Regions from separate parts of the Triticum aestivum genome. Here region 2 is linked to region 1. A link is a contact called in public Hi-C data. All regions are on one chromosome and are shown on one strand. Each heading gives the region's core, a stretch centred on a gene start, on an enhancer-like site or on the middle of the called end of the contact. The rest is flanking DNA. Distances are from core to core; before and after follow the strand shown. Region 1 has its middle 22 kb from the start of LOC123047116. Region 2 holds the start of LOC123047118 (probable E3 ubiquitin-protein ligase HIP1).

Region 1 (6,101 bases), core at 1,215-3,714:
AATAAGGCTCTCTCTTGGGCAATGAGGTGTCTGCTCGACATATGTTAAGATGAATAGGACCTCCAGTTCGCAGTTCCTGCGCGCGCTGCAGGGCGAGCCTGCATCTCTAGCTCGGCAGCTCCAGCTCCTGCTTGATCAAACATCATTTGTAACATTTACCATATCACTATGGTAATATTTACATGAATAAAATACATTGTAACTTATACATGTGGCAACGCACGTGCATTCATTTGTTGGCCCGTGGCAAAGTACGGGCAGTCTACTAGTAGTAGTAGTAGTAGTAGTATGAGCACAGGTCTACTTTTGCTTTCCATCGGTCTAGATAAAACATCGGGCGTCACCTCGTTGGTTATGCCGCAACATGGAAGAAGAATAAGAGAAAAACATTATCTCGTAAAAAAGGATGAATGAAACAAAAAGAAAGACGCGGTGAAACTAATTTTCTTATGAGAATCGAACACATTCACGTGGGCACGGCATGTGATCACAGGTACAAAGGCGTTGCTGATCGACGAGCATCCTTAATTTACAGGTACGCTTTGCCCATAGCCATCTCATCTCTGATCGATCGATCCTGTTGTAATGACACGATAAGTCTCTCAAGGCCATGGCACATCACATGCTTCTGTAGCCGCATCACTCTGATCTTCTCATTTTCCTCACTAGTCACCGCCACGCCACTATTGGTACGTTCGCACGCCGTGCTTAAGGCCGGCCGTACGCACGTAGTACGCGGTACGCCTGCTTCAGTGCATACGGAGTTTCAGCTACGTGCGTGGGGTGGCTAAATTTTGCGACAGGTGAGTTAATTAGGCTACGTGATGTAGGCCCATGTGCCATTGCTTGCGCCAGGAGACTCGCAATGCGGGATTTGTCAGAGGAAAAAGAGGGTGAAAGTTGCTCCCGCCCATACCGTGCATGCCTTGGATGCTTGCACGACGGACGATCACCGTATTGATTACCGGACGGACGGAGATTAGACAGGTACTGCTAGCATTGCCCGTTTTGACTGGTTTTTATGGATGAATGAATGCTTCCGCGGTCTTTCCGGTGTCATGTCATGTTTGAATTTGCTGGCCACGCCGGTTCCCGGAGTGCTTCCGTCGTCGTGGCAGAGCCCGTGCCGTGGAGGGCTGAACGGCAAGTGAGATAATAATGCTGGTAGTACTGCAGCACGATTACCGGACGCTGCTGTTCCGTCATGGTGATACGCATCAGGGCACGCCCGTGCCCGATGCCACGCGCGGGCCACGATCGATGTCACCGGCAGCAAGAGATTCACTAGTGTACTAGGATGACAAGGAAATCTCGGAGGTCAATACTCAACTATCTGCAAGTACTTTGGTGGTTACGTCGGGCGGGTGATGCTGTCGTGGTCGGCCGCGGGAGCCGAAAGGTGCCGGAGCTACCGACGCGGGCGGCGAGGGGAAAAGGTGCGGGGGATGCCATTCCCGAGCCGGGCGCGCACGGCACGGCACGGCCAGCCAGGCGGTGGCGGGCGCGCGCATGGCAAGGCGAGCGGAAATGGTGGCGTGCGTGGGGCAAAAGAGGGCGCGCCGTGTGCCGCTGGCGGCTGGCGCAGGGCGTGGCTTTGACCTTTCGGCAGCGCGCGGCGTGCTCGCTGGTGGCGTGTGGGGTGTACGAGAGTGCCGCCGTGCCGACGCGATCGCGAGCCTCGCGTCGCGTCTCGCCGCAAGTTGCGACGTCCTCGATGGTTGGCGTGATCGCGATCGCTGCGCCACACGGCCCAACACCCGTGATGCGATTTATCGTACCCAGGTACAGTAGGCACGTACTCCCTACTAGTACTGCACTACGGGATGCATCAATGCACGGTTTGGGGATACATGCTCCGCTCCGTTCCGTATCTATCTGCCGCGGCGTGCTGCTGGGGGTAACGTAAGTAAATAATGGAGTCTGTGGAGTGGAGGTGTTTGCACGCAAAAGAAAAGATTACGGCTGAGCTGAAAGCACACACTCCTATTGGTCTACATTTGGCTACAGATACTGTGCTCGCGGGAAGGGAACAAGGGAAAACACGCGGCCGCAGCTTTGGGGGCGTAACCGGGCACTGTGACTGTCTGTGAGCTCGCCTACCCTGTTCCCGGTAATAAGTCCGGTACTGACCGCCCCACTGGCCACTGGCACGTCCCCTCCTCCATTAATCTACCCATTTAGCCCACCACGCCGGGGCAGGCAGGCAGGCAGTCTGCTCGCTGTGCGTCCTGCAGCGGTTAGTTTAGCACGTCGTGATTCGTGACGCGAGATGCCATGGCAGCCGTCAAGTGCGACCATGCGGGCATCACGGCCGACGATGTTCTGGGTCTGGGGTGGAGAAAAGGAGCGGAAACCGGCGAGAAACCGGTTGACATTTCGTCGTCGCCACTGAGAACGACGCATCATCCTGCGTGCGTGTACTGTGGAAGGGGAGGGAAATCCGGGTCAAACTTGGGTTGGCGAATGGAACGGTGATGGTCCGGTAATCCCATGAGTATTGCTCTGATCCTGTGCGTACTTGGGCCCTACCTTTGGACTTGCGCGTGCCACTGATGGGATGCGTGGGGTTGTTTTTTTCTCTTTCGTTTTCGTTTTTCCACGGAGGCCGCTGCCATTTGTGGCCCTGTGGGTAAAGTGGCTTTGAAAGTTTGAAAATGGAGGCAAGACACCATTGCCCTGACACTGCACCATCGGAGCTGGTAGGCGTAGGAGCAGCAGAACTAGCTGATTAAAATACTGCTAACCCTGGCGTGTGTATGCATGCACGCATTGACTGCTGCTGCTGCTGCTGTGGCTGCGGCTTTGCGTGCTCGTGGCCCGTGGGTTGCCGAGCATCGGGCGATGTGTGGGGCGCGATGTGAGTTGAGTTCAACACCTTCAGGCCACGCAGGACGTGCAGCACTGTACTACTGCTAGTACTATAGTTGCAAAAACCTTTGCCCCTCCCTGCATGCTCGCCCTCGCTTTTGCTGTTTCATCCAAGCAATGGTCTTTGCTTCCCTGGGCCTCTACTAATTGCTCGCTTGACTCCGTCTCATGCATGCATCATGCATGCTGGGCAGAAATGAACGCGTCATCGGTTGGAAAAGGAAGATTCTTCTCCAATCAATGGATGATTGGTCCATAAAGTGGGCATTTCTCTTTGAGTAATAGTAAGGGATAAAGCAGGAACCAGGGAGATGGCCCTTTGATAAAGAAAAAAAAAGATTGATGTATCAACAAGCAATCACACTCAGGTGAAATTCTCAAACGAAAATCGAATGTTGGCTAAACTTCTTCAGTTAAAGAATAAACTTCTTCAGTTATTTTTCTCACCACCATGTATGATTTCCTTGGTGGCGCCGATCATGTCGTTTGAATGGTGCAACAGTGCAAGATGGGGAGTGAGACTGCGAGCCTTAATGGCTGCGACGACCTTTCAGACATTTACCCGTACGGTTCCATAGTCAATGGCTTAAACAGTCCAAGGACAAGAAACCAAAATGGCCCCTATCTTCTCTGTCCGCCCCGCCCACATTACTACTACTGTGCTGTGCTCCTGGCATCTTTTCTTTTAAGCAGCATCCATGTCAAATGTCTCTCACCCCTCTTCCGTAGGCCGTGTCACGGTGGAAAAAGGAGGAGAGAAAAGCACATGGTTAGCAATGATATGGTCATCAGAAAGATTATCGGTTCAGAAAAACCGTGTAAAGCCATGCATCACCTAATGTAAACAGCTACGGGTAGGATCAACAGCACCAATTAAGCTGACAAATGTGTTTTTTAGTGTTCGTAGGATGTGTTTGCCTGCCTTTCGACGCCACAACTTTACGCCACGAGTGCTTGCTCGCCTACTGCTGCTGCTGCTGCTGCTCACCTTCTTTACGTTTCCTCTAGGGCATGGCACCACCACCGTGCTTCCTGGCTGTCACACGTCTTTCTATCTTCTCTTCTCCCGAGTAGAAAGAGAGTTGGAGGGGTGGATGGAAGAGCTAGTTTCAAAATCACACCACATGTGGTGGGTTTTAACGTGATCCTCCCTCTTGCATAAATTTTTAGAAACTATGTATTTGAGAGCAACTCCAACGCGCCGACCCAAACGAACGGCGGTTTTGTCCATTTTTTATTCATTTGGGACGGCCCGGTCGACACCCATGTCCGCTTTCGCATCTGGGTTGGTGCTTGCGCCCAACGCTGGTCCGACCCATTTTTAGGTCGCACAGAAAAAACATTCCCGCAAACATTTTGAAAAATAAAAAAGTTAATTAAACATTAATGTCGGCTACGAAGGACGGTGAGAGTCCACGAGTCCACGTTTACATTAACTAAAACATTAAATAAAACTACAAAATACTAGGAGGCGCGCTGCCCTTAGCGTCCTCGTCGTCGTCGTCGGGGTCGGTGAGGTCGATGAGCGTTGGCGCCGAGCCAGCCCAAGGGAACGCCGTCGACCAGGCTCGAGCGACGTCGTCCGCCGCAGGTTGTACCACCGCCAGCTAGGTTGGCCCACCGTGGGCAAGGCGCTCCTCCTACGCGCAGCGCTCCAGCTGCTCGAGGTACTCGCCCTCGTGACGCTCCTCAGCCAGCCTTTGCTGCCGCCATTGCTCGAGGTAGGCCTACTCTTGCACCGGCTGATTTGACACCAGAGGAGCCAAAGAATATTTGTAAGTATTAGCAATTGAGTTGTCAATTCAGCCACCGGGAGATTTAAATATCTGTAGCAAAGTGAACAATAGCACAGTAATATGATAGTTTTGGTAGCAATTGTAACACTAGCAGTAGTAACTTATCAAGAATAATATATGAAAAGCTCGTAGGCATTGGATCGGTAATAACGTTGGATAATAATAATCATATAATAGTCATAACCTAGGGCGACACAGAAATAGCTCCAGTTCATCGATATAATGTACGCACGTATTCCGTAAATAGTCATACATACTTATGGAAAATTACTTGTATGACATCTTTTGTCCTACCCTCCCATGACAGCGGGGTCCAAGGAAACTAAAAGATATGAAAACCTCCTTTTAATAAAGAACCGGAAAAAAGCATTAACACATAGTGAATACATGAACTCAAACTACGGTAATCATCGGAAAGAATCCCAATTATTGTCACCTTGGGGGTATGCGGATCCTAACACTAGCAGGTGCATATGACTTGCAAGATCGGACCAAGAACGTAGAGATAATGGTGAAACAATTCAGATATGAAATCATGACACTCGGGCCCTAGTGAAAAACATTAAGCATAGCAAACTCGTAGCAATATCAATCTCAGAACATAGTGGATACTAGGGATCAAGCCCTAACAAAACTAACTCGATTACATGATGAATTTCATCCAACCCATGAGCAGCCAACAAGCCTACGAAGGAATTACTCACTCCCGACGGTGAGCATCATGAAATTGGTGATGGAGGATAGTTGATGATGACGAAGACGGAAGATCCCCCTCTCTGGAGTCCTGAACGGACTCCAAATCTAGCCTCCCAATGAAGAACAAGAGGTGATGGCGGCTCCGTATCGTAGAACGCGACGAAACTTCCTCTCTTATTTATTTTCTCCGTAAATAGGAATTTATAGTGCTGGAATTAGGGTCAGCGGAGCCACATGGGCCCCACAACCCAAAGTGGGCAGTTGCCCCCCCTCCAGTGAGTCTTGGTTCTAGAATTTTTTATTTATTCTAAAATAATTCTCCAAAAAGTTTCGTCCAATTCCGAGAACTTTTATTTCTGCACAAAAACAACACCATGGTAGTTCTGCTAAAAACATCGTCGTTTGGGTTAGTTTCATTCAAATCATGCAAATTAGAGTTCAAAATAAGAACAAAAGTGTTTGGAAAAGTAGATACAACGGAGACGTATCAACTCCCCCTAGCATAACTCATTGCTTGTCCTCAAGCAATTCAGTTGACAAACTGAAGGTGATAAAGAAAAAACCTTTACAAACTCTTTTGTTCTTGTGTCCATATATATGCTTAAATAATACCCAGGTTTTCAGCAAAGATCATGACCAACCATGCAAACAATAACTCTTAGAAATTATACTCACTCATACAATGGCATAATGAACTAGCGAGCAATAATAAAATATCTGAAATGCCAACACTTTGTCAAA
Region 2 (6,101 bases), core at 2,204-4,703, 170 kb after region 1:
GCGCATTGTTCCGTAGAATGGTGTGTGATACATGTGTCGTCTTAGGCCCAATTTGCAGCAGTGGCGGGTCGGGGGATGGAATGGCGAGGAAGGGCGCTTCCGATAGCGGGTGTTGCAGATCCGGTCTCCGGCGGCTGCGATGGCACGCATGGGGCGCATTGGTGCTTCCGATGTTGGCCTGTGGTTTGGAACCATGGTGGTTCTTGGCTTCGAGCAACGCTCCTCAGTTCCTTGTCGGCATGGTGTTCGACTGGGCATGGCGGCTCGTGCTCTGTCCTGATGGTTGTTGATGGATCTGGCGCGTCATTCTGGAGGTTAGCCGCCGGTGGCCTCAACGAGGTGCGGTTGGTTGCGACGGATCTGGGTGCTTCTTCTTCGTCGATGGGCAGCTCCGATGGTGGTGGTGGGTTGGTGGCCTTGCCGGCGCCATTGCGGGAAGATGTGCAACTCAGGTGGTGTGGGAGCTTGGGTGAAAATACTGCGTGGCCTTGTGCCGTGACCAGCGATGGTGGCAGTTGCGGTCGTTGCTGACCTTCTTGGAGGCATCGTTGCTTTGTTGTCGCACCCCTCTCACGTGGATCCGGCCATCCGACCTCTCGGGGTGAAATCCTTGATATATGATCAGACAATGGCAACGCCTCAGTGTCGTATTCCCTCTTAGGGGATTCATCTTCGGAGCTCGGCATCGTCGAGCGGTACTGGTGCATGGCGGTGGCTGTGGCGTCTAGGTTTCTGTGGCAACCATGATGGTGGGAGCGATGTCGGCGATGCGACAGTGGTTGAGGTAGTCAGCTCTTCTTCGGCGTGTCCGTGGGGTTGCCTCGGTTTGTTTGTTGCTGTGAAGTTGAAGCTATGGCGGCGGCCCTATGGTGTACGATGACTAGCTGCAGGTGGCCCGTTCGGCGATCTTCCCTGGCACCAACCATGCTGGGTTTCGTCCTTCGTAGCTCTCCGTTAGAGTCGGAGTTGCTCTGTCTGGTCATTGGTGCCTCAGTTTGGCACGGATCTTCATACGATTTCACACAACCTCTTCATTGTGGGTTGAGTCAATGATTGCCTACGACGAAGTCTGAGTCATTGGCTCAGGGTTTAGAGATGACGATAACGCCTCTACGGAAGGTGTGAGGATGATAACGTGTGTGTGCTGTCTTAGTGATGCCCTTCTTGGAGTGGTGTGCCGCTTAGCGGTTGTGATGGTTTTGCCCGGTTTTACATAAATAACTGAGCAATCTGGTTTTCGCCCGATTTTTCTATTTAATTGAGCATCTCTTTTCTTCTTAATTAATGAAGACATGAATCCTGCCACTTTTTAAAGAAGTTGAACATTTTATCCGCAAATTTGCCCTCGTGAAATAACAAGCTACAGTCTAGGACACTCTAGCACTAGTGATTAGACCTAGCCATGGGCAGCCCGGCCCGGTCGGCTCGACCCAACCCGGCCCTAAAAAGCCCGACCCGGCCCGTCCTGATTTTTAGGTCTGACGCCCGAGCCGGGCCTTGCGAACCCAGGCCCAGGCGCCCTAAAAAGCCCGACCCGACCTGGCCCGACCTGATTTTTAGGTCCGACGCTCGAGACGGGCCTTGCGAACCCAGGCCCGGGCCGAGGGATGGCTAGTGATCCAGTCCACACGGAGATGATTTGCATTGCAGTAACGTCAGATGTGCACCGGCGGCGTCCTATGTTGAACTACAGCCTCAAATATGTTTTCTTTTAAATTTACTAGTGAACAGAAATCATCTTCATGTGTGAAACGAAGGTCCTTTTTTATACGCCTGGATAAATGGCAGTACGCGAGAATAACCCACGCATATGCTGCCTGCCTTGTGAGCCACTCTTTTGTTTCCGGCAAATTATATTCCGATTCAGCCAGTCCTTTCCTTCGGCCTTGTGAGCAGATACTGATCCTTGGCCTTTCTTTATTCCTCCATTTCACTCTCATCCATAGCCCAGAGGACAAATTACCAGCAGCAAGCGCAACAGCCAGCCATAAAGACAAGCCGGGGATCTCCGGGCCGGGCCCCACCGCGACAGTGGTTCTTTACGTAATTTAGCCCAAAGCAGGCGGAGAGCAGGGGCACCAAAGCGCAGGGAATCCAACCCAAATGGAGAAACCAGACCAAGGTACGCAAGATAAGGGGGCAAAGCAAAGAAAAGCGACGGCCGGACGAATTCCCGCCGTATATTCCCGGCACCACCGCCACCACCACCACCACCACGGCCACATGGCGCCAGCGAGCCCCGCCAGAGAAAGCACCAGGCCGCGCCGTTTGCTTATCCTGATGGGTGATGGCACCGGTGATCCTCGGGCCGAGCTCGCGCGTCAACTGCGGCGGTGCGGCATCCACGATGACATCGTCGGGATAGACGGACGGACGCGAGCGCGCCGCTGATCCACGGGGCGCACGCGCCGGCTTTTTGACCCGGGCGGCGCTAGCTCCAGCGGCGCTGACGGCGGCGACGACGTGCGCGCGCTGTGGATGAGGGGAGTGCGTGGGACGCTGACGAGAGGATCGCGAGGATAGAATACCATTTCCTTCGCTTTGCGACTTGTGCAAATGCAAAAAATCTAGTGGGCTTCTTGTTTAGATTAGATAGATGCTCCGGTGGTGAGCAGGAAAGCAGCCACGCGGAGGAGCCGAAACGTGGCGCTGCGGTCACTCGGCGGCATGGCCTTTTTTCCTGCCATCGTGCATGCCAAGGGCGTGGCCGTGGCCGCGCGATTTTTATGAACTGAGGAGGCCGTCGTTCATGCAGATGCAGAGGCGTCGATGCGGTCAAACCTCGTTTACGGACACAAAACGGGTCTTGCTCCGGGGGCGGCGGCTCCCCCCCTCCCCTTGAAAAAATGGCATGATGTAATAATGGCGAACCCTGACCAGAGAGAAATTTACTCATCCGGCCTTCACTCCCCTGTTTTTTTAAATGATGTATAGTAGTAGTAGTACTGACATGTGTTCTGTGGGGGCCTTCCGGAACACAACCCAGCATATCCCGTGGCACTTGGATTACAGATTTGAAGTATTAAATGCCCAAGATAGATATACATAAGCAAAAGAAAAGAAAGGGTGGAAAGATAGATATATACATACGTACTCCCTCTGTAAACTAATATAAGAGCGTTAGTGATCTAAACGCTTTTATATTAGTTTACAGAGGGAGTACATTAATAAGCAAAAGGAAAGAGATATAGGTAGGGATATCCGTCCAACGCAGGAGCAAAGAAGGGTGGAAAGAGATGGGGGAGCATGCAAAGAAAGGGGGAGGGGGCTGCTCGAAAGTCCAAAGGCCCAAAAGCGGCCGAAAACGCAAAGATAGACGGGCCACGCTAATCTCTGGCCGTTTTCGGAGGAGGCGTACTCCATTACAGCAGTAGCAATTAAAATTCCAGGAGAGCATTTATTTATAAAGATGTTTTAGTGGGGGAGGATCGAGATACCCTCAAAGACCAAAGCGAGAGCGAGAGAGAGTGTGCGGCGTGAGGCAGAGAGATAAATAAATCCGAATTCGGCCAAACTTCTCTCTCTCCCTCTCCCTTCCCCCCGTTCCATTACATACATACATCCATCCTTCCTCTCCTCTCATCACCACCCTCCAACCTCCCCCCGTCTTTCTCCCTCTCCTCTCCTGGTCTTTGCCAGATTTTCCTCCACCCATTCTCTCCCCGCTCCTCTCCTCTCCACCCGCATCGATCTCTCCGAATTCCGTCCCTCCCTCTCCGCCCATCTTCCTCCAGGGAAGGGATTGATTGGTTCTTCCTCCGTTTCCTGGGCCGATTCTTCCTCCCTCTCCTCGCTCCAGAGGATCGGCAGGAATCAAGACGGTGGATGCGAACGAGTTTGATCTCCGCTTGGATTGTGCTTCTCGCGAGGCGTTGAAAATCTTCTCGGTTTGTTTTTGTTCCATCTCCCTGTTTATTATTATTATTCGCTTCTTGTTTTCTTTCAATCTGCTCGTTCATTTCGCTCCCGTTCGAGTTCTTGGTTCTTTCAAAACATGGTCTCTTTTTCCCTGTTGATGATTCCTCATGGCCCATCCAGCCGCGTGTTTCCTTCGTCGAGCACGCCTTATGCCATGGCAAAACATTCACGGTTTTCCTTACTAGTAGAACAGAGTTCTTCATCCTCATGATGATTTCTCCTCCCATTCTTGGGTGCGCGAGGCAGAGATTTCCTGGCCGTTCTGGGCTGCTCGGCTGGGTCAAAATCGCTTCCCCCGTCGCTGGTCGTTCGATTTCGTGACGGGAGAACCGATCCGCTCCTCGAATCCATCCATGGATGGCTACCTTTCCTTTACTTTTCGCTGGTTTTACCGCATCCTTTCGCAAAACCGAAAGCGAAGGGAAATAAATGCGCGAGAAAAGAGGCCATTTTTTAAGCCTTGCTCCCAGGCACAACCCGTGGGCCCCAGCCCCATCGTCTGCATGCAGCCCGTCCGTCTGTTGAGGCCGCATGCAAGCAATGTGGGAATCACCGTGTTTTTCTCCCTTTTAATTCATTAATTTTATTGAATTAATTATTAAAAAAATGCGCGCATCACCTTTTGCTTGCTTCCAGCCGGAAAATAATAATGCATGCATCAGCGCAGCAGCCAGTGGCCACCTTTGCTTACAGCAGCAGAGCAGAGCAGAGGCCAAACTCGCCATCAAGTTTGGTGTACTGTATCCGCACACACGCCTCACCAAATGCGGCTCACGCCAAGATCGCTTCGGCGTACGGTTAATGCGCTCACGGATGAATCGCTGGATATCTCAGTCCAGGATGGGTGCATTTACTTCCAGATAGCAATGGGGTTATGGGTGTGGCTACTCCCAGAAGCGCACCTTTTTTTTTCTGAATGTGTGTAGATATCTGCTATCTGTCATAGATTAGGCCGCAAAGAGGACTGGATTCGCGGTGTTTTGATAGGGATCGTCTTTTTTGTTGTTGTGCCAAACCTTAATGGAGTAGCAGCATTCAGCATTCCACCATCTGAGAGTCTGCTACTTCCTCTCTTTTTTTTCCCTCTAGGGATGTTGAGATTTCAGAAGAATTTTCTGTTCCAAAATTTCTAATGCGTTTTCAACACTTGTATGTAGGTCACACTTGAATTGCTGGTGAAGAGGTGAACAGCATCTGACATGCTATTGCTGCAGAACAATCTGTAGAAGGACACCCCTTTACCCTTTCGATAATGCAAGGGCAGAGGAATTCTGTCGAACAGCTAGCTGACGTCTTCGGGTTTGATCATGGGTCTGGTTCAGGCAACCCTGTCATGGACCAGCAGGCGTACTGGAACAACATGCTTGGAGCAGCAGACTCGCAGAACCTCCAAGGTTATGAGATGAACCGCGGCGACGGGGCCATTCCGTATAGAAGCGAGGCACATCAAGATGGCCAGTTCTTAGGCTTTTGGGGGTCAGGTGAAGCTAGTTCAAGCGGCAATGCGCTGAACTATGGGAGCTCTAACGCGATCAAAGCTGAGCATCTGAACATTGGTGGTGGTTTGAGGATTGGCGAGAGGCGCCTGGCTGCTGAACACAACCTTTCTCTGGATAATGTGGACATAAGCCTTAATAATGCCAGTAGCCATGATCTATTCGGTCAGAGTTCAAATGCCAACAGCGCCTCTCAAGGCAAACAGCAACATGCTGGCAGTTCCCGTGCTGATGCCACCGCCCAGGCCACGGAGCTAAGATTGCATCCTTACAGAGCTTTCGTTTTAGACGACGAGCAGCCAGAGCCGTTCCCTTCTATGAATGCTTTCCAAAATCCTTTGGGTAATTTTCCCCTGATGCCAGAGGACATGGATCAAAGACCAGGCAGTTCCCTGGATGGTCGTCGTTTAGCTTGCAAGAGGAAAAACATTGAGGGTGTCCATGGGCAATTTTCAGCAGGTGCTAGCACAAGTTTTTCCCACAGAAACGATAATGCCTTCCATGGTATTCCTTCTTCAAGTTTCAATCCAGCTCCTGGTCCAAATGTATCCTCTCATAACTTTTTGTTAGCTCCAAGTTCCATTGAGGAACAACTCTCGCATTATGGAGCTGCTACAGGAATGCCATCTAGTAGCTACAATCATCCCAGTGGAGGCAATAATAATTCAGGAAATTCAGAGAGAAGTT

Evidence for each region. Hi-C and Micro-C count contacts between places; a contact is called where the count stands out from the background.
Region 2: a contact with region 1 is called in a Hi-C map of leaf, with 4 times the contacts expected there. The contact joins the promoter of LOC123047118 here to the enhancer-like site in region 1. A contact is called at or near these places in 3 of 5 Hi-C or Micro-C datasets (leaf and an unstated tissue) and 1 of 1 datasets of contacts at active chromatin or transcription factors (leaf).

Annotation. Positions count from the first base shown.
Region 1 is chr2B:746,845,232-746,851,332 of IWGSC CS RefSeq v2.1, forward strand. No RefSeq gene overlaps it. Among protein-coding and RNA genes, the nearest start is that of LOC123047116, 22 kb to the left of the region's middle. Within about 2 kb of position 2,465, at least 4 of the 8 cell types and tissues checked have an H3K27ac peak or open chromatin away from gene starts, as enhancers often do. A contact at or near this core is called in leaf, where this site is marked.
Region 2 is chr2B:747,014,088-747,020,188 of IWGSC CS RefSeq v2.1, forward strand. It overlaps LOC123047118 (probable E3 ubiquitin-protein ligase HIP1), which reads left to right and starts at 3,454. Exons shown (of 7, transcript XM_044470607.1): 1 at 3,454-3,887; 2 at 5,076-6,101. The coding sequence starts at 5,171.